Regions from separate parts of the Mus musculus genome. Here regions 1, 2, 3, 4, 6 and 7 are each linked to region 5. Evidence: chromatin contacts called from public Hi-C and promoter capture Hi-C data. All regions are on one chromosome and are shown on one strand. Each heading gives the region's core, a stretch centred on a gene start, on an enhancer-like site or on the middle of the called end of the contact. The rest is flanking DNA. Distances are from core to core; before and after follow the strand shown.

Evidence for each region. Promoter capture Hi-C pulls out the DNA fragments that hold promoters and counts their contacts. Hi-C and Micro-C count contacts between places; a contact is called where the count stands out from the background.
Region 1: a contact with region 5 is called in a promoter capture Hi-C map of liver, with 5 times the contacts expected there. The contact joins the promoter of Sun2 here to the promoter of Tnrc6b in region 5. A contact is called at or near these places in 4 of 39 promoter capture datasets (hippocampal neurons, liver and pre-B cells), 1 of 484 Hi-C or Micro-C datasets (the N1E-115 cell line) and 4 of 115 datasets of contacts at active chromatin or transcription factors (T-cell acute lymphoblastic leukemia, astrocytes, embryonic forebrain and 1 more).
Region 2: a contact with region 5 is called in a promoter capture Hi-C map of pre-B cells, with 2.8 times the contacts expected there. The contact joins the promoter of D730005E14Rik here to the promoter of Tnrc6b in region 5. A contact is called at or near these places in 6 of 39 promoter capture datasets (the 3T3-L1 cell line, hippocampal neurons, liver and 1 more), 1 of 484 Hi-C or Micro-C datasets (B cells), 4 of 115 datasets of contacts at active chromatin or transcription factors (the NIH/3T3 cell line, bone marrow-derived macrophages, double positive thymocytes and 1 more) and 2 of 9 other capture datasets (adipose tissue and liver).
Region 3: a Hi-C map of cortical neurons shows a contact between it and region 5, with 7 times the contacts expected there. The contact joins the enhancer-like site here to the promoter of Tnrc6b in region 5. A contact is called at or near these places in 2 of 15 datasets of contacts at CTCF or cohesin (large pre-B cells and pro-B cells), 29 of 484 Hi-C or Micro-C datasets (B cells, the Ba/F3 cell line, CD4 T cells and 19 more), 9 of 115 datasets of contacts at active chromatin or transcription factors (T-cell acute lymphoblastic leukemia, astrocytes, embryonic forebrain and 6 more) and 1 of 9 other capture datasets (pancreatic islet).
Region 4: a contact with region 5 is called in a promoter capture Hi-C map of liver, with 4 times the contacts expected there. The contact joins the promoter of Npcd here to the promoter of Tnrc6b in region 5. A contact is called at or near these places in 1 of 39 promoter capture datasets (liver), 5 of 484 Hi-C or Micro-C datasets (the N1E-115 cell line, cerebellum, embryonic stem cells and 2 more) and 4 of 115 datasets of contacts at active chromatin or transcription factors (embryonic stem cells, memory CD8 T cells, neural tube and 1 more).
Region 6: a contact with region 5 is called in a promoter capture Hi-C map of pre-B cells, with 2.5 times the contacts expected there. The contact joins the promoter of Dnal4 here to the promoter of Tnrc6b in region 5. A contact is called at or near these places in 4 of 39 promoter capture datasets (the 3T3-L1 cell line, liver and pre-B cells), 3 of 115 datasets of contacts at active chromatin or transcription factors (astrocytes, embryonic forebrain and pancreatic cancer cells) and 1 of 9 other capture datasets (liver).
Region 7: a contact with region 5 is called in a Hi-C map of cerebellum, with 3 times the contacts expected there. The contact joins the promoter of Nptxr here to the promoter of Tnrc6b in region 5. A contact is called at or near these places in 1 of 39 promoter capture datasets (liver), 1 of 484 Hi-C or Micro-C datasets (cerebellum), 1 of 115 datasets of contacts at active chromatin or transcription factors (bone marrow-derived macrophages) and 1 of 9 other capture datasets (embryonic stem cells).

The regions. Positions count from the first base shown.
Region 1 is chr15:79,741,107-79,744,368 of GRCm38.p6, reverse strand. Sun2 (Sad1 and UNC84 domain containing 2) reads left to right here and starts at 1,833. Exons shown (of 18, transcript NM_001205345.1): 1 at 1,833-2,030. It overlaps Gm16576 (predicted gene 16576), which reads right to left and starts at 1,671. Exons shown (of 4, transcript NR_045069.1): 1 at 1,458-1,671; 2 at 1,139-1,286.
Region 2 is chr15:79,891,784-79,894,756 of GRCm38.p6, reverse strand. It overlaps D730005E14Rik (RIKEN cDNA D730005E14 gene), which reads left to right and starts at 1,619. Exons shown (of 1, transcript NR_030675.1): 1 at 1,619-2,973. Apobec3 (apolipoprotein B mRNA editing enzyme, catalytic polypeptide 3) reads right to left here and starts at 2,349. Exons shown (of 8, transcript NM_030255.3): 1 at 2,188-2,349. The coding sequence starts at 2,240.
Region 3 is chr15:79,949,210-79,952,071 of GRCm38.p6, reverse strand. It overlaps a transcript of Cbx7 not described here. Among named protein-coding and RNA genes, the nearest start is that of Cbx7, 18 kb to the right of the region's middle. RefSeq lists an enhancer at 1-2,135. Within about 2 kb of position 1,426, at least 214 of the 459 cell types and tissues checked have an H3K27ac peak or open chromatin away from gene starts, as enhancers often do. A contact at or near this core is called in B cells, CD8 T cells, the P5424 cell line and 13 more, where this site is marked.
Region 4 is chr15:79,832,817-79,835,696 of GRCm38.p6, reverse strand. Npcd (neuronal pentraxin chromo domain) reads left to right here and starts at 1,364. Exons shown (of 9, transcript NM_001013362.2): 1 at 1,364-1,554; 2 at 1,739-1,782; 3 at 1,930-1,995; 4 at 2,119-2,185. The coding sequence starts at 1,486. Cbx6 (chromobox 6) reads left to right here and starts at 1,364. Exons shown (of 5, transcript NM_028763.3): 1 at 1,364-1,554; 2 at 1,739-1,782; 3 at 1,930-1,995; 4 at 2,119-2,185. The coding sequence starts at 1,486.
Region 5 is chr15:80,709,760-80,712,797 of GRCm38.p6, reverse strand. It overlaps Tnrc6b (trinucleotide repeat containing 6b), which reads right to left and starts at 1,485. Exons shown (of 25, transcript NM_144812.3): 1 at 1,310-1,485.
Region 6 is chr15:79,773,176-79,776,079 of GRCm38.p6, reverse strand. It overlaps Dnal4 (dynein, axonemal, light chain 4), which reads left to right and starts at 1,613. Exons shown (of 4, transcript NM_017470.2): 1 at 1,613-1,721. Gm30977 (a long non-coding RNA gene) reads right to left here and starts at 1,552. Exons shown (of 4, transcript XR_875488.3): 1 at 1,294-1,552.
Region 7 is chr15:79,803,286-79,806,442 of GRCm38.p6, reverse strand. It overlaps Nptxr (neuronal pentraxin receptor), which reads left to right and starts at 1,734. Exons shown (of 5, transcript NM_030689.4): 1 at 1,734-2,468. The coding sequence starts at 1,860. The region is part of intron 5 of Npcd (neuronal pentraxin chromo domain); the gene reads left to right.

The DNA.
Region 1 (3,262 bases), core at 584-3,083, 970 kb after region 5:
GTATAAGAACACAAACGGAGGGAACCCATAGGGAACAGCACAGCAGTAAGCAGTGTTTCTTCACGGTCCCTGCCTCTGCTCCTGCTTGACATCCTGCCCGGACTTTCCTCAGTGAGAGACTACAATAGGGACGTGTGAGCCAGAGAAGTCCTTGCCTCCTCCAAGTTGCTTTTGGTCCGTGCTTTATCGCAGCAGCCGGGAACCAAGCGAGGACATCAAGTTCATGTTGATGTCTTATAAATCAAGAAAAGCATTACAACATGATAATAAAGTATCATCTTTATACCCATGTGGGTAGAAACATAACTTTATTGTTGTTCTAGAGCCCTCATGTGGGCTGTCTGTGCGTGTGCTCCACCTCAGAGCTATAAGATGGGGAAGGCACTACCCGCGGCAAAAATAAATAAATAAATTTAAAAATGGAGGACCATAAAGTCTGAATGTGGCCCTACTCTTGAGGTCAAGGTTGTTCCCCTCTGTAATCTTATCTAATAAAAATAAATTAAATAAAATAAAGTTAAAAAAAGAAGAAGGAAAAGGAGAAGAAGAAGAAGATAGTTAGCATAATTGTCCAAAGATACTGTAAGGGTAGACAGCATCTCATTTCCAGATGGGACAATGGAGGTCTAGAAAGGGGATCTGGTTTTATTTGGCAGTGGAACCAATCCAAAATGAGGGTGTGTGTATTTCCTCAGTTTCCTACTGCCTTTGGATACCAGCTTTTTTTTTTTTTTTTTTTTTTCTTTTCGAGACAGGCTTTCTCTGTATAGCCCTGGCTGTCCTGGAACTCACTCTGTAGACCAGGCTGGCCTCAAACTCAGAAATCTGCCTGCCTCTGCCTCCCCAGTGCTGGGATTAAAGGCGTGAACCACCACTGTCTTTCTTGTCCCAGTTCCCCCCACCCCCTTGGCATTTTAAAGTGAAGGACACCGGATCTCATCATCCTTAGAAGATATTGAACAGAAGTGGTTTATCCCCAGTCGCACTCCTTTATCTTCTGGGGGCGGGGTGTGTGTGTGTTTGAGAGAGAGAGAGAGAGAGAGAGAGAGATGGGGTGGTGGTGGGAGGGGACAGGTCCGTGGAGTCAGGAACTCATCCCAGGGGGAGGAAAGTAGGAGAACCGTGTTGCCAGCCCTACCTTCTCTTGCAACCAGCTGTGGATGGAGCCTTCTTTAAAACAGAAAAGCTGCTGTCAAACTTGGGGTTTCTGACTGGACATGGTGGTGCACTCTTATCTCAGCACCTGGGAGGCAGAGGGGTAGGTGGATCTCCGTGACAGTAAAATCCTGTCTTGGAAAAACAAAAACAACAACAAAAATAGGTGGTGCGGGAAGATGGGTATCCTGCCCACCTTGGAATTTAAAATTCAACCTTAAAATTAAATAGTATTAATCTTCTAGACTCAACTTCCCCTCTGGGTGGGTTCTTTATAAGAAACAAAAAAAACTTCCACGGACCTGTTTCCCTCGTCTTTAAAATGGGCAGACACGGCTGACGCTGGTAAGCGTCCAAACCACCCGCGCGGGGCCGCGTCAGGACCCTATCCTGGGGCCAATTTCATGACACCCTGTGTGCTCCCGCACCTAAAGCCTTTAGAGCTCCGGCGCCGCGCGCGCGTGGGCACGGATGCGCGAGGGAACGCTCGGGTCCCACAGCCTGGAGGTCGTACTCGCCCCCGCCTCCCACGCGCGGACTACAGGGCCCACGCGGAGGGCGGGCCGAGCCGGAGCCTTTGTGTTCAAATCAACCAATGGGCGGCGGCAGAGGGCGGGGCGGGCCGGCTGGGCCCGGCCAATGACTTGTGGGCTGTCAGCGTTGATTGACAGGCGCACACATACACACTCGGCCACGCGCGCACCGCCCTGCCCCACTCGCGCAGCGCGGTCCTCTGCCGGCCGCATTGTCCGCTCACCGACCCCGCGCCGTCCCGCGTCTCCGCTCCGCGCGCGTTTCAGCCCCAGCCCCGGGCCCGGCCCGGCCCAGTGCGCGGCGCCGCCCGGGGGACTCCGACGCGGGAAGAACCACGCAAGGTAAAGAAGGGATTGGGCCCGCCTCCCCACGGCCCCGCGCCCGCCTGACCCGGGTCGCCGTCCGGCCAAAGCGCGGGCCTGCGCCTCCCTGTCCGGCCAGGCCGGGCCACTCCAGCCCCTGCGCGACGCACGCCCCGGGACACTCGCGGGCCGGCGCCCTGACGCATCGCGGTCACGGGGAGGGCGCTGTCCCCAGGCGGGACTTCCCCAGCAGCCTCCGGGGAGGAGGGCAGCCAAGACCCAGCCGCCCCAAACCGGACCAGGGCTGTGCCACAGGCCGAGTCCTGGCACTGGAAGTTCTCAGCCTGCGCCACCGCTGCCTGTCACAGTTATGGGGTACGGGGGAGGGCCCTTTTAGCTCAGTTCCAAAACAGCCAAACCCAACCAAAACAAAACAAAGCCAGCGCGCTCCGGGGTGTGACTTAGAGCCAGGACAGAGGGTGAGCGCCTGGAGCACTTTTTTGTGTCCCAGGGGAAATGGAGTGGAAATGTCACGTATAATATTCCCCAGGATAGGGGAATCTTCGGGACCAAGGCTCTGCAGTAGGAAAGTATGTTTTATTTGAGGGTTTTGTAACTAATGGCGGGATGGAGGAGTGTCTATCTCAGCGGCTCCCCACGGTAGACCTTTGTCATCTTGTGTAATCTGGATGGCCGCTGTGGCAAACTATTTTGTGACAACAGGATGAATATGAAAGATAAAGATAAGGTCCACACCGCTCTGGGAGTGCTGGGAGGTGGCACACGGGGCAGTGTTCGGTGCCCCACCTCTCCACCTACTCAGAACGTTTAGATTCTTGCAACAGCGGCGTGGGCACTGTATAAACATGTTACACTCTTTTCCCCCCTGGCAAAGGCTTCATGTGCTACAGCGGGGCAGGGGTTAAGAGGTGGAGCATATGGGCATCTGGAGCTGTCAGGTGGGGGTGGCAGTCATGGGGGGAACTACCTTATAAGGACTGGAATACAACCCAGGACCAAGGCAACTTCCTGCTTTGGCTACTACCACTTGGTCCCTTTACCAACACCAGTCGAAGAGAGTGAGAGATGCCAGATGGGCATCCCACCTGGGAAGATGCCAGTTAGCCCAGACAGGAGGCTACTTGTCTTTCTAGCTGGATGAACCTGACCTTCTGGTTTCTGTGGTCTGGGTTTGGGTGTTTCCCACCATGCGAGGTCACTATCCACCAGGAATAGCAGAAACAATACTAAGTCACAAGTACCAGGAACTC
Region 2 (2,973 bases), core at 370-2,869, 820 kb after region 5:
CCTAACGTCACATGGGCAATCTAATGTCTCAGGATTTCTCGAACCTGAACTCATCAAGTCCTTCCCTGACCCTGCAGGCGAGGGTCCCCCCAAATAGACAGGGAAAGCCCAAGCCTGTAACTATAGTCTTTAAGGAGCAGAAACAAGAAGATTATGCCAAGGTCGAGTCCTACTTGAACTATATAGTGAGTGCCAGGCTAGCCAGGGCTTCATAGTAAAATCCTGTCGGGGCTGGGGTGGGGGAGGGTGGGAGAGGGAGACAAGAATGTAAAGAACAGCAACAACAACAACACAGCCAAACTACCACCACCATCACAATAAAATTCCACAATATAATAACAACCAAAAATCAGGAGACAGGGGGCTGGTGAGATGGCTCAGTGGGTAGGAGCACCTGACTGCTCTTCTGAAGGTCAGGAGTTCAAGTCCCAGCAACCACATGGTGGCTCATAACCATCCGTAACGAGATCTGACTCCCTCTTCTGGAGTGTCTGAGGACAGCTACAGTGTACTTACAATAAATAAATCTTAAAAAAAAAAAAAAAAATCAGGAGACAGAGTCTGGATCCCTTCCCTCAAAGCTGGCTAGGTATTAGTGGCCTGGGAGGACCCCAGGCTGGACCCTTTCCCTCATAGCCAGCAGCCTGTAGAAAAGAGCTGGAAAAATCAGACGTCTATCAAGCCTTGGTCAGAAGAATGGGATCGGAGGCTTATCTCTGACTCTGGAAGGAGAGGTGACATCTGGGACTGGTTACAAGGCCACACCCAGGGGACAAGGCTATTAACAGATAATTGCTGATAACTGGCTTCAGGAGCCCTAATCCTGGAGACAGACAGCTGGCCAGGGGCTTTCTGTTGAAGACTGAAGACATGCTATTCTGTGATATGACTGTCGCCTCTCTCTATACAGGTCTATCCATCACTGGACAGGACAAAGTTGCTCAGGGTGAGGTGAATTGGTTCGAAAGACGGGCCAGGGAGATGGTTCAGCGGGTAAAAGTATTAGCTTTGAAGTTAAAGCCTGCATTTCCACCACACCCACGCATGCACGCACCACTTGCAGCTGGGCTGCCCACGGGACAGTGGCCTCCACCGACATCACAGGCACCAGGAGAAGGGACAAAAATCAGAATGTCACCCAAGGGAGTAGGCAGTATAACTTTCTTCTTATATGTAGGTTTAAAATACACTCACATCTCTCTCTTTCTTTTTTTTTTTCTTTTGTTTTTTTCGAGACAGGGTTTCTCTGTGTAGTCCTGGCTGTCCTGGAACTCACTTTGTAGGCTGGCCTTGAACTCAGAAATCCGACTGCCTCTGCCTCCCGAGTGCTGGGATTAAAGGCGTGCGCCACCACACCCGGCCACTCACATCTCTTGCCATTGGGCATGTATACATATGTGTATGTGTTCTGAATTAATATGTGCATGTCTGGGGGTCAGGAGAAGGCCTTGGATTCCCAGAAGCTGTAGTTATAGGTGGTTGTGAGCCATACCATGTGTTTGCTGGTAGCAGTTGGTCCTCTGTGGAAGGTGACAAAGGTTCTTAACTGCTGAGCCATCTCTCTCCAGTGCCAACCCCGCCCCCTATTATTTCTCTTTTTCTCTTAGCTGACTGGTGTGGTTCCGAGAAGTCTCCACAAGCATCCAGGCAATGGGTGTGTTAGGGGAATTTCTCTTTACCCTTTCCCTTTCCCAGCTCAGAGTGGCTACTTCTGGAAAGGTGGTTCACATTGCCTTAGAGAGTGGTCCCCTCTTCTCCCAGTATCCCCTGAGGTTGGGTTAAAACAGCACGGATATTCTAGGACATCTATCGAAAGTTCTCCATACATGGTCGTCCAAAGTCTGCTTCCATGGATTTCTCTTTAAAATTTGAAGCCCAGACCAGCCTAGCCCTGGATCAGCATGAAGACCCAAAGGCGAGTAACCCCAGACTGAGAAGTCTCAACAGGAAGAAATATGGGTGACGTGGAGAGGGGTACAGGGTGGCCAGTTTAGAAGCAGCTATAAGGTAACCGAAGCGGCTCAGAACAAGGACCCTCGAGGGGAGTGGGAGCTACGGAGTATCCTGGAGAATGTGAGAGAGGAATCGGGAGCTGGGGACCTAGAGGAGAGGCTCGGTATACAGCAAAATGGGGGCCACCAGGAAGAGACTGCAGTGAAAATTTTGGAGGAGCGGGGCCAGCGGTACCTGATCGGTGAATAGCATTTGCGATGGCTGCATCCCAGACAGAATGGTCCCATCCCAGCTCTGGGCCCCAGGCGCTGGGGTTGCATTTTCTGTGAGCAGGCTATGGAAGACCCCCAGAAGTGAAACTGACCTCCCGGGCCAAGTGAATGCAGGCCCCACCTTCTTCCTGCATCAGCTCCCGGAATGGGAGGGCTCTAGGCGATCAAGCCCAGAAGGCTCCTGCCCACCTCTTTGTCCCTTGGCTTGGCAGAGACCTGCTCCTCTGTACAGCGGCCCGCGGGGATCGCAAAGAGAAAGGGAAACTAACTGATGGTAGAGAGAAGCTGATGCCGACCGCGGTGAGGGTAGGACAGACGCCCCAAGGGTGGCCCCAGGCGTCTCCATCCAACCTGCCTAGACCATCCTGTGCCGAGCTTGCAGCCAAAGCTGCCAGTTGAACCAAGGGTTTGACTCTGTAGGTGTTAAGGAGTGGGGACCCTTACATTTTCTCCCTTCGGCTTAGGAGGGGAGGGGACAGCCTGGCTTCGCATTTCTAATTGTGGCTTGGATTTTGGCACCCTTCACCTCTAATTTCCCAACTGCCCCAGGTGTGGAGCTAGACTGAGATCAACGGGGAGCACAAAAATGGATCATTGATGGCTCCGAATCAGCCAGCAGCAGGTGGCCGAGCTGGTATCAGAGCCCGTCATCCAAGCTTGTTTCCCTGCAGATGAGGGAGACCGAAATGAGTTTACTGTTCTCACAGACCTGTGTCTCTCGAGGGCAGTAGCGTGGACCAGTCAAATG
Region 3 (2,862 bases), core at 177-2,676, 760 kb after region 5:
AACAGGATATTTCCTATCCAGGGAAACCCGGTCCCTTTATGGGAAAACCGCGGGGTAGCTGGCCGCGCTGCCTCTCACTGTATTTGTACGGATAAATTGGGATGGGCACCCAGAGTCAGGGTCTCCAGCACTGCTGGGTAGGTGATGCTAGGGCAGTGGGCATCTGTGTGGGCCTACTATGTGCTAGATGCTTCATCTCATAGCAACCCAGGAAGTTGTAAACTTCTCCAAGCATGGGGTGGGGGGCTGGGGGGCGGATAACATGCCTTTAATCCCAGAAGGATCTCAGAGTTCAAAGCCATCCTGGTCTTCAGAGTTCCAGGACAGCCAGAACTAAAGAATGGGACCCTGTGTGGTGCAATAGAAGGTGAATTGGTAGCTTGGGAAGCTACAAAGGCACTGACTAGCAAGCATGTTCTTAAGGCTGGCTACTGAGCCAGGTGGTCTCCATTTATCCGTGATAACTGGGGCCCTGTCCTGGTTCCTGCAACATGAGACCTCCCATTGGCAACTGATCTGTTTTGAAGCTAGCCAAAGGTGAATGTGGGCAGTCTGACTCTAGGTAGGGCCTGGCACCCCATCTAGAAGCTGTTCTACGTGGTCCCCGGGGCTGTGGGATTCAGGTTGGTCAGGAACCATACATGGGCTCAGAGGGCTCGTCCAGACTCCATTCTCATGTTGGTGGCCGAGGGGAGTCACAGAAACAGGGAGCATGCGAATGGAGCAGGTGAGCTCTGTCCACACCCCAGCCCTGGTATTTTCAGGGTGCATGCCCTGCCTTTCAAGGCTAGCTTTCTCTATTCCTTTGTCTAGGCTGTGTACTTGGGGCTCACCAAGGGATTCAAGTGGGGTCCCCAGCTTTTCATTCTCATCCAGCCTTAGAGCAAGTGACAGGCAGTGAGAAGTGTGGAGCTCTGTGACTCCTGCTTTCCTGGGCCCCAGTCATCTCAGCTGACTGGAGACCAAGGAGTCATTCTCATGGGATCCCTCCATCAGAAATCAGGAGGCCGGGTGATTTGTTCAGAGTGACAGCTGTCACCTGGTGGAGCAGTGACCTGAAGCTGGTCTCAGACTGGTCTGGGAGTCTGGATCCCGCCCCTCCTCCACTCCAGGCTCAGCGTCTGAGCTCTGGGGGTTCTGTCCTAGTGAGCACGGCACTGGCTCTGGGTCCCCCGGGGGGGGGGGGCTAGGGTCAGGTAAACAGGATCCCAGCCTAGCTGCCTGACCTTGCTTACCTCCCGAAAGAATGCGAGGCATTCTGCCCTGTCTCGAGGCTGAGTCACCCCACAGCAATTGCCCGCAGGCGGCCTCCAGCAGCCCTCTTTGACGGACCCCAGCCCCTTGCCTTCCCACCGAGTGATGTCACTCCTGTTGCCCCCCTGTCGGCCCCCCGTGGAGCCCACCGAGGGCTCCAGTTGCCATGACGACTGCTCACAACAGGAAACGAGGTCTGCACTGGGCAGAAACACAGGAAGCTGCGCTGAGCGCTGGGCAGCATTGTCAGCCCGTAAAAAACAAAACAGGACAAAAAGATTTAATGAGAACAATTAGCCCAAAGAAAGAGGAAAAAAAAAAAAAGAGGCCAAAAAAACAAACAAAGCCAAACAGCCTGAAGACAGGGGCTGGCTAGGCTCCAAGGACCCCGTGTTTTCCCGCCCACACAATGTAGGTTAAATAATATTTCCTTCTCAGAAGAGGCTCCTTGGGGCACGGGAGTCCTTACCGGTGGCTCCCCCTGCTGCCTCAGGTGCAGCACTGGCAGGCCCTGGGCACGACCAGCCCTGTTCCACTTTGCAGAAGGGGCACCCAGCTCAGTGGAGAAGATCTCAGCCAGTGGGTGCTCTCAGACCGACCAACGGCCCTGGTGTGAAATCAGTGCGAGTGACGTTGTCTTGAGACTTTTTTTTCGGTCTCTCATCATAATATCCTCAGCATCCTCAGTATCTTCCCAGCGCACCTCAGTGAGCTGGTACAGCGCAGGAGGTGCAGATGTTTGAGGAATGAGTTAGCGCATAAATTGACTTCCCTGGAGGCCGGAGTCGGTTCAGCGTAAACTAACTAGCATCAGAGACGGGTAAAAGGGCGTCATCGGGGGCCAGGCGCCCAGTTGTTGGAGCTGGAAAGACTTGGTGGGGCCTTATAGAGGCATGCTCACACCTGTCTTCCTCCCTGTCTCCCATGACTCTCTCTGATGGTAGGATCTCCCCTAGCTCTGTGATGTGGCCTGGAGGACAGCCTGCAATTCCGAGGAACCATGGGAAGCCTAGGAAATGGAGTAGGCCCTGGGCAAGCAAGGCTGCCATTAGCAAATCCACTCAATGCCCCTCTTAGGAACTGAGGGGTGTGAATGACCTTGGAACGATAGCCAAGCTAGACTCTGGACACATGATATTCAAGGCGCCCCCTGAGATGAGGCACCAGCAGGCACCTGAGGTGGGTCCAACGTCCCTGCCAATGATCAGCAACGGGAGGCTGTTCAGAGCCAGGCTGGAGAGTGGCAGGCATGCTTAGACAAGAGGCACTGCAGAAAAGAGACCAAAAGTAACACACAGGCATTTTGTTTGGGCAACAAAAGTGTATTTGTTCGACTCGTGTACAACATGAGCTCAGGCGCTGGAAAGGAAACCCTGGTTGTCCTGGGAGAGACCCGGACCCACAGGATTGCAGTGGAGACTAAATTAAAGGAGAAACGACCCAGGGAAGAGCTAGAGGAAGGGCCTGAGAGGCACTGGTAAAGAGTGGGACCTGAATGCCCAGATACCAGGGAGTCCTTGGTGGCTTCTCTCTCTCTCTCTCTCTCTCTCACTCTCTCTCTCTCTCTCTCTCTCTCTCTCTCTCTCTCTTCCTCTTTTCCTACGGGGT
Region 4 (2,880 bases), core at 115-2,614, 880 kb after region 5:
ATCAGTGAATTTGCACCTTCAAGAAATGGTGCAATCGCGGGGAGACTTGTACAACCCTGTGCCCCCACCCCATTCTAATAAGCCAATCATGAAATCAAAAGATAATCCTGACCCTTACAAATCCCCACCCCTCCTCCAGCCCAGCCCTAGACAACAGGTGAACAGAGCAAAATCAGTGTTAATGTCCAATCAATATCATTAAGGGAGGATAGCATCTCCAGTGTGAATAGTACAACCCTATAGTGCTTAAACATTTAAATAGATAGAACATGTGTGCCTGTGTTCTCCAAGTAGGTGATGTATCTATGCATATTCATGCAGGCCCGAGTTTAGGGAAAGAACTGGGCTAGAGGACCCCAATGACTTAATACAGGTTATGAATTGCTCCTTCCCTTTCGTTTCCTTATTTATATGTGGTTAATTTTTTTTTCTTTTTGCAAAGAACAAGACCACTGGCCTAATGGAAACTCCGATTAAATAATTTTTCAATGTGTGTTTCCAGCGAGGTGGGCTACATCCAAGAGGGAAAGTTCCAGATCCCACTTGCGCCTCCCAGGAGCAATGGCGGAGTCATTCCTGCAGCTGTGGTTTGTAGAATTATGCTGTGGCCTGCGGCCTGAAAATCCCAATACAGATTTGACCATGAAGGCGGGTTCTGCTGAGTGACCCAAAGAAAGACTGCTTTGGACTCAATCTGGGATGCCCTGCGGTTCTCTTTTGAGACCTCTCTCTCTTTGGTTTATAAACACACTCGCCAAGGTCTACTTGTAGGTGTTGAGACCATGGTCGCAGGCCTGGGTCACCTCTGCAGTCACCCCCCCCCCCCCGCCGCCCCCTTCCTGCTGTGGCGTTTTTGTTTTAACTTATCTGAACCGGTTACAAAACCACACTCCCACGAATACATAAATAATGGATGGGGTGATGTGTTAAAGAAATCCCCACAAGGCCTGGCAAAGCTGCAGTGAATGCATTTCTGCTGTATCATATTTAACTGTTTGCAAACGTCTGCAGGAGGATGCACAGCGCCTAGAGACTCCTGGGCCTATCGCATCTCTCTGTCGAGGGCCTGGCAATTCTGGCATGAGGAGTTACAAGGAGGGTAGGAGGTGGCAGGGATCCTGGGCCTGCAGGATGAAGTGGGACAATGTAGGATTGCACTGCACCTCACTCGGCTTGGCAGCAGCCAAGCATCCATCGGTCTCCCGCCAGGACTGCGGGGGAGAGGACAGGCCCCTTTAAGAGCCTTCGCGCGCCCCCGCCCCGCGAGCGCTCATTTTCCCTAGCAACCGCCCCGGGGGAGGGGGAGGCCCTGGCAACGGCGCTCAGGCCCGGAGCATCACGTGACGGCCCGCAGCTGGAACGCGAGCGCGCGCCCCGCCGAGCGCCCGCCCGCCGGGGGCCTGAGCGCTGGGGCGCGTGCGCGAGCGGTGCAGCACCGGCCGCGGGAGCAGGGAGTATTATGGGCTGTGGGTGCCGCTGAGCAAGATGGAGCTGTCTGCAGTAGGCGAGCGGGTCTTCGCGGCCGAATCCATCATTAAACGCCGGATCCGCAAGGTGAGCCCTCGGCCGGGACAGCCCTGTGTTCCCCGCGGTGGTGTCGGAGCCCGCGGGGCCCTCGGGGTGCAGTGGTCCGGCTAGCCGGGTTCCCTCAGCCACCCCCGCGCCGCCGCCTCCTCGCGTCCCTGCATCTTCCCCACCCCCACCCCCTATTTTTTTTTTTTTCCTTTCTGTTTTTCAGGGACGCATCGAGTACCTGGTGAAATGGAAAGGGTGGGCGATCAAGTGAGTGTCGTGGGTCGTTGGCATGGGGACTGGGGAGGCGGCAAGAAGACACCTGGGCCTTGGATAGGGGGTGCGTGCTTGAGCCCTCGCGGTGTGCCCCTGCCCCTTGGGTTTTCATTTTGCTCTTCTGTACGCGTGACTCGGCAGGTACAGCACTTGGGAGCCAGAGGAGAACATTCTGGATTCGAGGCTCATCGCAGCCTTCGAGCAGAAGTGAGTTGGAGAAGCTGGCAGGCGCGGTGGGGCGCCGCGCAGGGAAGCGGGAAAGGCGGGCAGGGTCGGGGAGTGGGGCCCAGGAAGGGACCCTTTTTCATCTTTGGCGTTTCTTGACTACAGGGAAAGGGAACGTGAGCTGTATGGGCCCAAGAAGAGGGGACCTAAACCCAAAACTTTCCTCCTAAAGGTAACCTGGCCCAGCCCCAGCAGCCCCCGCTCGGGCCCCCAGCCAGGGCGCAGCACAGGGCCGGCCTGCAAGGGAGGGACAGATCCGCCGCTGCCTAGGCGGGCAGGCTTTTCCAGAGGGGCCCCAGCTGGGCAGGGGGTGGTTGTGAGTCCCTGACAAGTCCCTGGCAGCGGGCCGTAGCCAGCCCAGCCAGAGGGGCCTGGGAGTGGGGTAATCAGGGATGAAACCAGGAACTGGGGGTGGGGGATCGACTGTGCTCCAGGAAGCGGGTGAGTGAAGCAGGTGGGGCATACTCAGGGGAGGAGGTGACTGGGAAGTTCTTTTCGCTAGTGAGACCCTTCATCTCCTCCAGCCTTGAACACACTGGCCTGTTTTGTGATTTAGAGTCTTGGAGCTGTTGAGTATAGATAGGCTTACCTCCTGGCAAAACACTGGCCTCCCATGCCCTATAACTGCCCACCTCCTTTGGAGTGTATTCTGTACCTTCTCCCATAGCACTTGGGGGCCCGGCTTGAATTTGACCTTAAATTACTTCAACCTGAATTTGATCATTCACACTGGACTACCAGCTTTCGGGTCCTGAGCCTGTCTACCCCTAATCCTGATATTTCTGGAGGTTCCAATGAAGATGGGGTGGGGCATGGTGAACATAGCCTGTTTGGCAAGAGAGCGAAGAACTTCATGGGAAGCCATCT
Region 5 (3,038 bases), core at 236-2,735:
CCTTGTCTCAAAAACAAAACAAAACAAAACAAAACACACAGAGGCATGCATCCCAAGTGGGACAAACCAGTCTAATCTGTATTCTGGATACTGGTTATCCAGTATATGCCTACCTGTAGAGACTACTACTACACTGATATCCCTCCCACTTACTACATCGATACTCATGCTATACAAGTGTCTCCATGCTCTGCTCTTTAAGGAGCGTTCAAAACCCACGGCGAACACATAGTTTTAAAGTCAAGAACTGAAATCTCCCACAAGCGAAGAGAAACATTTCACAAAAGGCTAGGATGTGTGATTTTTGTACAGCTTACTGCTATGTTTAACTGTGAAGGAGGTACAAATGATGTTTTTATTCACGGAGTCTTGGTTGGTACTCTTTATTCAGAATCCAAGCAGCCCAAAGACACAGGAGAAAGCTTGAAGCTCAAAGTCTCAGACGGGTGACCTGCGTCCAAGACTAAGGATGGATGAGACGGCTGCTGTTCTTGGGTGTCGTGATAGCCACTGTAGTGAATTTCACTGGACCAGATATTTATTTAGCCATCATGGACTAACAAATCCGTTAGTTTGGAATTAAAGGGCACCTTACCAGCATTAGGTAGCAAACCCTTCCCAAGGCTCTTTCCAAATCTGTCATCCCTCCGCCCCTCGCCCCTCGTCTGTTTCCTCATCCAAAGTGAGCATCGCCTCGCCACAGCACCCCACCCCCGACCGCACGCAGCTCTCGCGGGATGCCCGTGGAACCTCGCTATCGGGGTCCAGCACATAAGCCTGCACGCCCGCCGCGCGGGGACACCGGATGCTCGCGCCCCACCGCCTGGCATTTGCAGCTCAGAGGGCCCTAGGCGACACGAAGCGCTCGGACAGCCACCGGCCCACCCGGAAGCCCTTTCCTCCGCTCACACCTGCAGGCGCGTGACGCCGGTCTGTCCCGGCCCCAATACTTGGGGACACCAAGGCCCTCGCGACCGACGTGACCGCGCGTCCCTCACACACCCCTCCCCCGCCTCACGTCTGCACATTGCGATCCCACAGCGCGCCCCGGGCAAGCGCCCCGGCCCGCCGCGGCCCACTCGGGTCGCGCGCGCTCTCTCCACCCGCCCCCCCCAACCCGCCCCTCCCGCCCGGCTCGCTCCCGTCGCGCGCGCGCGCGCGCGAGGACACGCACACGCTGCACCTCAGCGGGCCGTGCCGCGCGCCCCCGAGGGCGTCCTCAGTCGCCCACCCTGGGTCGCCCCGCTCCGCTCCGCCTGGCGGCTCCCGAGAAAGGAGCAGGCCCGCGCGGCCCACGATCCTCACTCACCGCTGAGCCGCGCCGGCTCCGAGTGCGCGGCGTTCCGCTGTGGAGCCCAGCGGTGACCGCGGTCTCCGCTCCTCCGCAAGCTGTGGAGGCGTCGTCGCGGGGAGGCTGAGAGGCGAGGGGGGTCACGGTCGCTCGCTTCACCTTGCCGAAGCTCGGGGACCCCAGAAACTAAAAACAAAATAAACAAACTTTCCCCTCCGCCTCCCTCCCCCAAAACCACAACACAAACACTCTGGCGCCCGCCCACAGCCCCACTCCATTGGCCGCAGGCAGGATGCCTCTAGCTTTCACTGGTTAGCTTTCGTGCCCGTCAAGCCGCTGGTCCTCCTCCCTTAAGTCCTCGCCGCTGCCGTCTCCCCTCATTGGCTAAGTGCTTCCCGTTTGCCGAGCTGGGATTGGCTGAGCGGCCTGCGCCAATCATGAGGGGACACACCCCCTCAGCATCCCAGAGGCCGCTTCCTCGGTCGCGGACCCAGAGAGACGAAGGGGAAACTAGAGCATGATGGCGGCCGAGATCACCTAGCGCAGTCATCTCTTCCCCCTTTTTTAGCTCACTAATGCCTCTCTCAGGGGCTGTTTCCCCCAAGCTCCTTTCACCATTCGAGACTGCACTAATAACGGAATCTATACGTGCAGGCTCCTTGATTTATCCCCTCCGAATTGCTGAGTGTGGGTTGGTTGTGCGTCATTGGACTGTCAGGGTGTCGCTCCCAAGTCACATCCTTAAGCTATTGGTGGATCAGCCAGAAAGCGGCCAACAACAAGGGCCCATGCCATTGGTTTGATTCCACTGTTTCCCCCACCCCCCTACCCCGGCCTCTTATTGGGCACTTCCGTGTTGTCCGTCAGATCCGGATTCTCCACACTACGTTTTGGCTGAGGAGCGGGGCATCTTTAGTCATTGAAAGTTGACAGTGATAACTACTATCATTTATTGTATTTTATTCCAAATACGGTCCCCAATTCTTTACAGAAACTATTCTGATTAAACAGTAATTTTACAGGAAGCAAAGCCAAAAGAGGTTAAGAGACTTATCCAAGGTCACCCATTTAGAAAGAAGTTTTGGGACATAAGGTGGTTTCTAGGCCTGTCTGACTCGTTTCTATACATGCCTTAGTATCTCTGAATAGTATCCGTCCGTCAACCCAGTATCTTAAAACTGTTTCCTTCAGAACCTAAATTACTCAGTTTCTGGCAATTAGAAACCTTGTCATTAACATTATTGGAGACTAACTTTAGAAAGATTGTCATCATATCCTCCTAGGCACCATTCTTCCCTGTTCTAAGTTAAACAGTATATTTTTCCTGACAAGAAGCACGTATAAAATCTATATTCTGTTTCTTTGTCTTTGTAAATGGTCATTTTTTTACCATACTTATGTGCCCAAGCAACACTCATACACACCTCTGACCATCTTTAGCTTGTTCCTTTGAAAGAATAAAGAATTCGAAATTAGGAGAAATTAAGTCTAGAGTGAGATAAAGAATCCATCCCTTTAGAAATAATTGATTGCATGCAAATGGAACAGTCCTCTGCCTCCAGGAAAGCTTCCAGAGCCGCTGATGTCGAGCAAGCCATGTGTGTTCTCCTGGCTTCTGGCCACAGGATTCTTTCTCTGTGACAGCTTTAATGGAAGCGACTCCACATTTCAGCCAGGGGAGGGCAGAATGCTTAAGACCCACTGCCAGAGTACCAGCCTCCAGCCTCTGGGACCGAAACGATCTCCA
Region 6 (2,904 bases), core at 364-2,863, 940 kb after region 5:
CTCCATTCCGTTGCAGGAGATCCTGGAATCTGCACTGCAGAAAGATCTATAGGTACTACCTCTGTGATAGAGAACTGTGTGAAGGTTTCTGCGGTTGGTGCTGCCAGCAGGGAAGGAAGATGGTCTAACAATTGCTGTTGCTCCTCAGAAGGTCACTGGTAACCACAAGAGAGGGAATTTCAGAAACATCGTGGGAGTGGAAGCCAGATTGTGGTGGGCGGGAGAATGAATGGGAGGCGAGAAAGAGAGGATGGCAAACAAGGACCCCTTTGGGGGAGTCGTTTGTGTAAGTGACAGAAGTGAGAGCGTCATCCCCCTCAAAGGCTGCCCTTCATCTCCTGGAGAAAGTTGGAAAAGAGGATTAAGGAAATTTGAAGGCTGAGTAAGATTCGCCACAGACAGTCAGAACTTTCCAGGGAGGCTAGCTAGGAACTGTCGTGTGCTGAGCTGAATTCCTGCTGCCAAGTCTCAAACCAAGCCCAATGTGTGTGTTCTGGGTCTGTACACTCAAGCTAGGTTAATCCACTGTCCCAGATCAGACCTTGTTACCACTCTCCCCAAAGCTCTCCAGCAACCAATGACTCTATCTCACCTCACACCAGGGGCCACTTGTGTTTCAAACCTCTCTTTCTTCTGCCCTGCTTCTTTCTTTGTCTTCCCCTCTACTTGACCTACTATGTTGACCCTGCACTCCTACTACGTTGACCCTGCACCCAGGCCTCTTGGAGCTACCGCTGTCCCGCTCCCATTAGCATTCTGGTCATCTTGGGCTCTTCCCGCCTCGTTGTCCCACTTAAAAAGAGCCAGTACCCTGCCAGTCTCTGCTATAGAAGCACGCGGAAACGATTCCATTTCTTCTCATGGCTCTATACCTTCTGAACTGTGCCTTCCGCAGAATCACCAGCTAGTGGGGCTTCATTAATGATTGCATGATACGCATAGAATAAATGTTTAGATTATGGGGCATTCCACTGATCCATTCTTCTTCTTCACCTTCCCCTCAGCAAGAGGCTCTAACACTCTTTGGTCATTTCTTTCCAAGAATCAGAAGCAGGTTCCAGACAACTGCATCTGATGGTACAGGTGTCTCCCAGCCCCTGGGACAAAGCAACCCTGGAGGGTTTGCACAAGGGAAAGATCTGGATTCCTTCTCTGAGGTTATGCCTTGATTCTTTCCTTCAGTCTCTCTAGTTCTACACATTGGCCCAGACGGGATCACGGATGCTGTTAACAGTAAGCACTGTGTTGCGAATCAATGAGACAGTCACTCACTGTAAAGGACTAAAACACTACCTAAGTTCTGGTGGTTATCAGGCTCCTGCGGTCGTCGTAAAATAGCAGATCAGCGTCACGACACCAACAAACTGCATTTGTCATTTTCGATGTCGAAAACTCCCAGGGCAATACAGCTTTAAGAAGTTTGTTCCTCTACAAAGACTACTTCTGCCTGTCCGCAGCTGCTCCGGCAGGCTTAAGACGACTATGAGCGAAGCCCCACCTCCTCGGTCTTTAAGCCACGCCCCTCGCGTAAGCTCCGGCCTCCTAGGCCCCTTCGGAATTAATTGGCACTTCTCTACACCAATAATAAGTGATATTGCTGTCAACGTCCGGTGACGGGACGGGACTTCCGTGATGGTTGCTAAGACACTCTGGCTCGCTCCTTGACAACCCTGGCGGGGGTGCGCTGGCTGTGGCCTCGGCTCCGGCCCCCGCGGGAGCAGGTGAGGGCGCGGAGTGCGGAGGGCAGCGCGGCGGGGAGGGCTGGCCCTGAGGGAGGGCGGGAGGATGCGCGGGGCGGACAAGGCCTGGCCCAACGCTAGGCCCCACCTAGGTCCCCAGCCCGCGGTTCCCGGCCCAGGACCTCCCCTTGTCCCACGTAGGAGACCACGGAGCTTGGCAGTGACATTGCGCACCAGCACCACTTTGCAGGCCGCTCCTCCTCACTCATCTTGGGTCCTGTTTAGCTCCATGCCCTCGCATCCTCCCTGTTTTGACTCCCACTGCACTTTGTCCCCGCACCACCTCGCTGCTGACTGGTGGTCTAAATCGCCTCGTCCCAGATCACTTGGTTTGGAGATTTGGCGATACTCTGGGATTCTAGGCTGACTATTGCCCGACGGGGGGCACTCAGTCTTCCCATCTATAAAGTCGAAATTGGGTTGAATGGTCGCAAAGGCCTTTTGGACTCTGACGTCCTAGCATGATGTTGTGGGACTTAACTGTCAACGCCCCTTAGGATGTGTGTTCTCCTAACCTTTTATGTAATGCAAAGAATTTGGCAAACTTAAGTTGGATTCCCATTGGTAAGAACTACCTAAGATCTCTCTGGGCACCAGTCAGTGCATCTATAAAGCCAATAGTCTGAAGTTCATCTCCTTTGGCAAATGAAGTACAAAGGGTCCAGTCCAGTGTAGACGGTACTTGCTCACTTGTCTTTTTTCTGTGTGTATGTGCGTTCCTGTGTGTGCAGTTACATGTGGAGGCTGGAAGTCAACATTCGGTGTCTTTCACAATCACTCTCCACCTTATTGTCTGAGACAGGGTCTCCCTCTTTGATGCCAGGAGCTCACCACTGGGCTTCATGGCTAATGAGCTTCCAAGGATCCATCCTCTCAGCTGCCTCTCCAATGCTGGGCTCACAGGCATGGCCGCCTCACCCAGCCCTTTACACGGGTGCTGGGATAGAAAACTCTGGTCTTCATACTTTTGTAGCAAGCACTTTATAAACTGACCTCCACCCCCTAATTTCTTCTTTTTGTCTGTTATGACCTCACACTTTCCCTCCTGGGAAGAGCCCAGTGCTTTCCTGCGCAGTATCCCACTCAGTAGCCACTGTCTGCAGATGAACCTCAGGCCTGCTGTCTGGCTCTGCTCTTCCCCTGTGGCTAGGAATTCTTGGGGTAC
Region 7 (3,157 bases), core at 485-2,984, 910 kb after region 5:
TAATACCATTGGCTTAATAGTCATGCCAAGCAATTAATAGACTAGTTTAAACAAGATCCACCTCCAGCCCCTGCACTTGTCCACTCAGCTGCCTCGGAACTCCCAGGGTGGCTGACGACACTCAAATTACCTTTGACTGTTCTGCTACTGGGAGTGACTTCCTCTTGGCCTCTCCTGGCATTCCTGGCCCTTGAAGAACATTTTCCATCGGGATTTTTGTCTGCGTGTCTGTCTTCATGGACATACTAGAATCAGCTGGGGTGCTGATATCGTCTCTACCCCTAAGGCTGTAGGGGGCCCAATGCCTGTCATTGCCTCCAAAGATCTGAGGCTAGATCTCCAGTTGTGGATGCTTCCTCTGAGCCGTGCTGCCTGGGCTGGGGTCTCAGGTTATTAATTGTCATCAACGCAGCTCTGGGTGCTCATGATGAGCAGAGCCCGCATTGTGCCTCTCACTAGCATATCTGGACAACAATCCCTGACTCTAGGGTGTGGGTGAGCAGAGGTGACATAACCCCCAGCCTGGAAAATGAAGGGAGTCAGAACGGATGCTCATGGACCTCCAATGGGGTGCCAGTGACCAGGCAAGGTCCCCCAGGATTCTGGAGGTTGCTGCCTCCTCAGAAAGGTCCTGGTCCCCAGTCATGTCCACGTTGGTAGCTGTGGGGAGTCAGAGACTTTTGAGATGGTCAAGACTTGGCTCAGGACTTAGTGAGCCATTACCAGGCTGCAGCGTGAACCTTCATGGCCTCCAGGGGTTCTTCCAGCTCAGGAATCCATCCCAGGCAGAGACAGCCTGCAGAACAGCAGGGCTGAAGCCGGACTGGAAAGGGTGGGAAGATTTTTAACGTTTTTCATTGCAAAGTTAATTTTCAACAGAATATATATAGAGGCATTTTAGGCACGATAAAGTAAAACCTACACACATAGCCCACTCCTGCCTGGTCTTGGCGCCCACCAGCTTGCATCCCACCTGCCATTCTGACAGAGGCTGCAGCGAGCTAGGGGATTATCCTCTGGCAACTTTGATGCTTGCAGACCTAAGGGCTCAGATGGGGTGCTTGGAGCAGAGCGAACCTGCTCTTCTGGAAAGAGGAGGTAGCAGGTGACACTCAGGTGACCACAGCAGAAACAGATTAGGCCTCCTCACCCTCGACTGCTGTCTCTTTGATCGCTAGCTTTCACCTTAGTAGTCCTGTCCAGGCAGATGTGGCTCACCTCAATGCTGCTTCAAATGCATTCTAGCTGTGACCTTGGGCTGCCACTTGGCCTCAGTTTCAGAGGGTCTCAGTTTCCTCTTTGTTATCAGGAGCATGTTCAGGCTGAGGCTTAACTACAACGGAGCCGGCATCACGCTGAGCCCAGGGCCCTCAGTTTCCTCATTTGTATCTTGAACGTGTTCAGACTGGTGTTAACTGCAACCGAGGCTGCAGCGTGCTGAGGCCAGAGCCCCGCAGGGACACAGCTATGGGCATTCCGGGGGGCGGGAGGACCCGGAGAGGACCAGAGGCCAGGACGCAGGGTCGCCTTAGAACCCAGCCGCCACGTAGCCATCCAGTCACCTCCTTCTGAGTGAGATGAAGCCCTGGGCGTGGCGCACGCAGTCGGGCTCCCGGCACGGAACGGGTGCGGGGCTGGGCTTCGGCCGGCCCCGGGGGAGCGAGTGGGGCGGGGCCGCCGCGCCCGCCTTCTCCTCCTCCTCCCGCCGCGCGGGCTCAGAGCGGCGGCAGTAGCGGCCGCGGCGACAGCTCCGGCTCCCACTCCGGCTCCCGTTCCGGCTCCCGCGCTCCCGGGCCCTGCGCCCCGACCCCCGCCGCCGCGCCTGCCGGGGGCCTCGCGCGCCCCCTCCGCGCCTCACGCTGAAGTTCCTGGCCGTGCTGCTGGCCGCGGGCATGCTGGCGTTCCTCGGTGCCGTCATCTGCATCATCGCCAGCGTGCCCCTGGCGGCCAGCCCCGCTCGCGCGCTGCCCGGCGGCACCGACAACGCCTCGGCCGCCTCGGCCGCCGGTGGCTCGGGTCCGCAGCGCAGCCTGAGCGCCCTGCACAGCGCAGGCGGCTCGGCCGGGCCCTCGGTGTTGCCCGGGGAGCCCGCGGCCAGCGTCTTCCCGCCGCCGCCCGTGCCGCTGCTCAGTCGCTTCCTCTGTACGCCGCTGGCCGCCGCCTGCCCGTCGGGGGCCGAGCAGGGGGACGCGGCAGGCGAGCGCGCAGAGCTGTTGCTGCTGCAGAGCACCGCGGAGCAGCTGCGCCAGACGGCGCTGCAGCAGGAGGCGCGCATCCGCGCAGACCGGGACACCATCCGCGAGCTCACCGGCAAGCTGGGCCGCTGTGAGAGCGGCCTGCCGCGCGGCCTCCAGGACGCCGGGCCCCGCCGCGACACCATGGCCGACGGCGCCTGGGACTCACCTGCGCTGCTGCTGGAGCTGGAGGACGCGGTGCGCGCGCTGCGAGACCGCATCGAGCGCATCGAGGTGAGTGGTGCGCCGTCGGGGGACACGGGGTGGAGGGGCCCTGCTCAGCCTGCGGCGCGGGGGTCCCGGGTCCCTGGAGCTGCGGTCGGGTCACCTGAAGCATGCCCCTGGCAGGCACCATGGAAGTGTTCTGGTCCGAATCGCCGGTGGGAACCTGGCACGGTGATCGGGGCACGAGAATGGGAGAACGGCGTCCACTTGTAGTGAAAATTGATTGAGATGCAGGTGTGGGGATGTTTGGCACATGGTCTCCTTAGATGCTCTCCTCGGGAACCTAGAGCAGCTCCCACCCCGTACTCACTACCTTTAGGAGTACCGTTAGCTGTCTTGGCAAGCCCAAGAGTGCCTCATTAGCACCAACCTGCACGCCTGCATCACCTCTCATCCCCGGGCCACGCCCAGCTTTATGTACCTGAAGCTCTGAACTCTTGGGGTAAATCAGCGGATGACTCCTCAATAGGGGTGTACTTAGCTCCCTCCGCCTCCTTTTCCAGGTCAGATACAAGGAGTCCCCGGGGAGTAGGGACCCTTCTCGGGTTTGTGTGTGATGCTAAGGCATTGACTGATTATGCCTATGGTCCCTTTCCTCTCTGTTACAAATTCCCAGTCTGGGGACAAATAGATAAGATAGATTGAGCAGGACAAACAGACAGGAAAGCCTTGGCCATTCCCAGACATGGACTGATTTC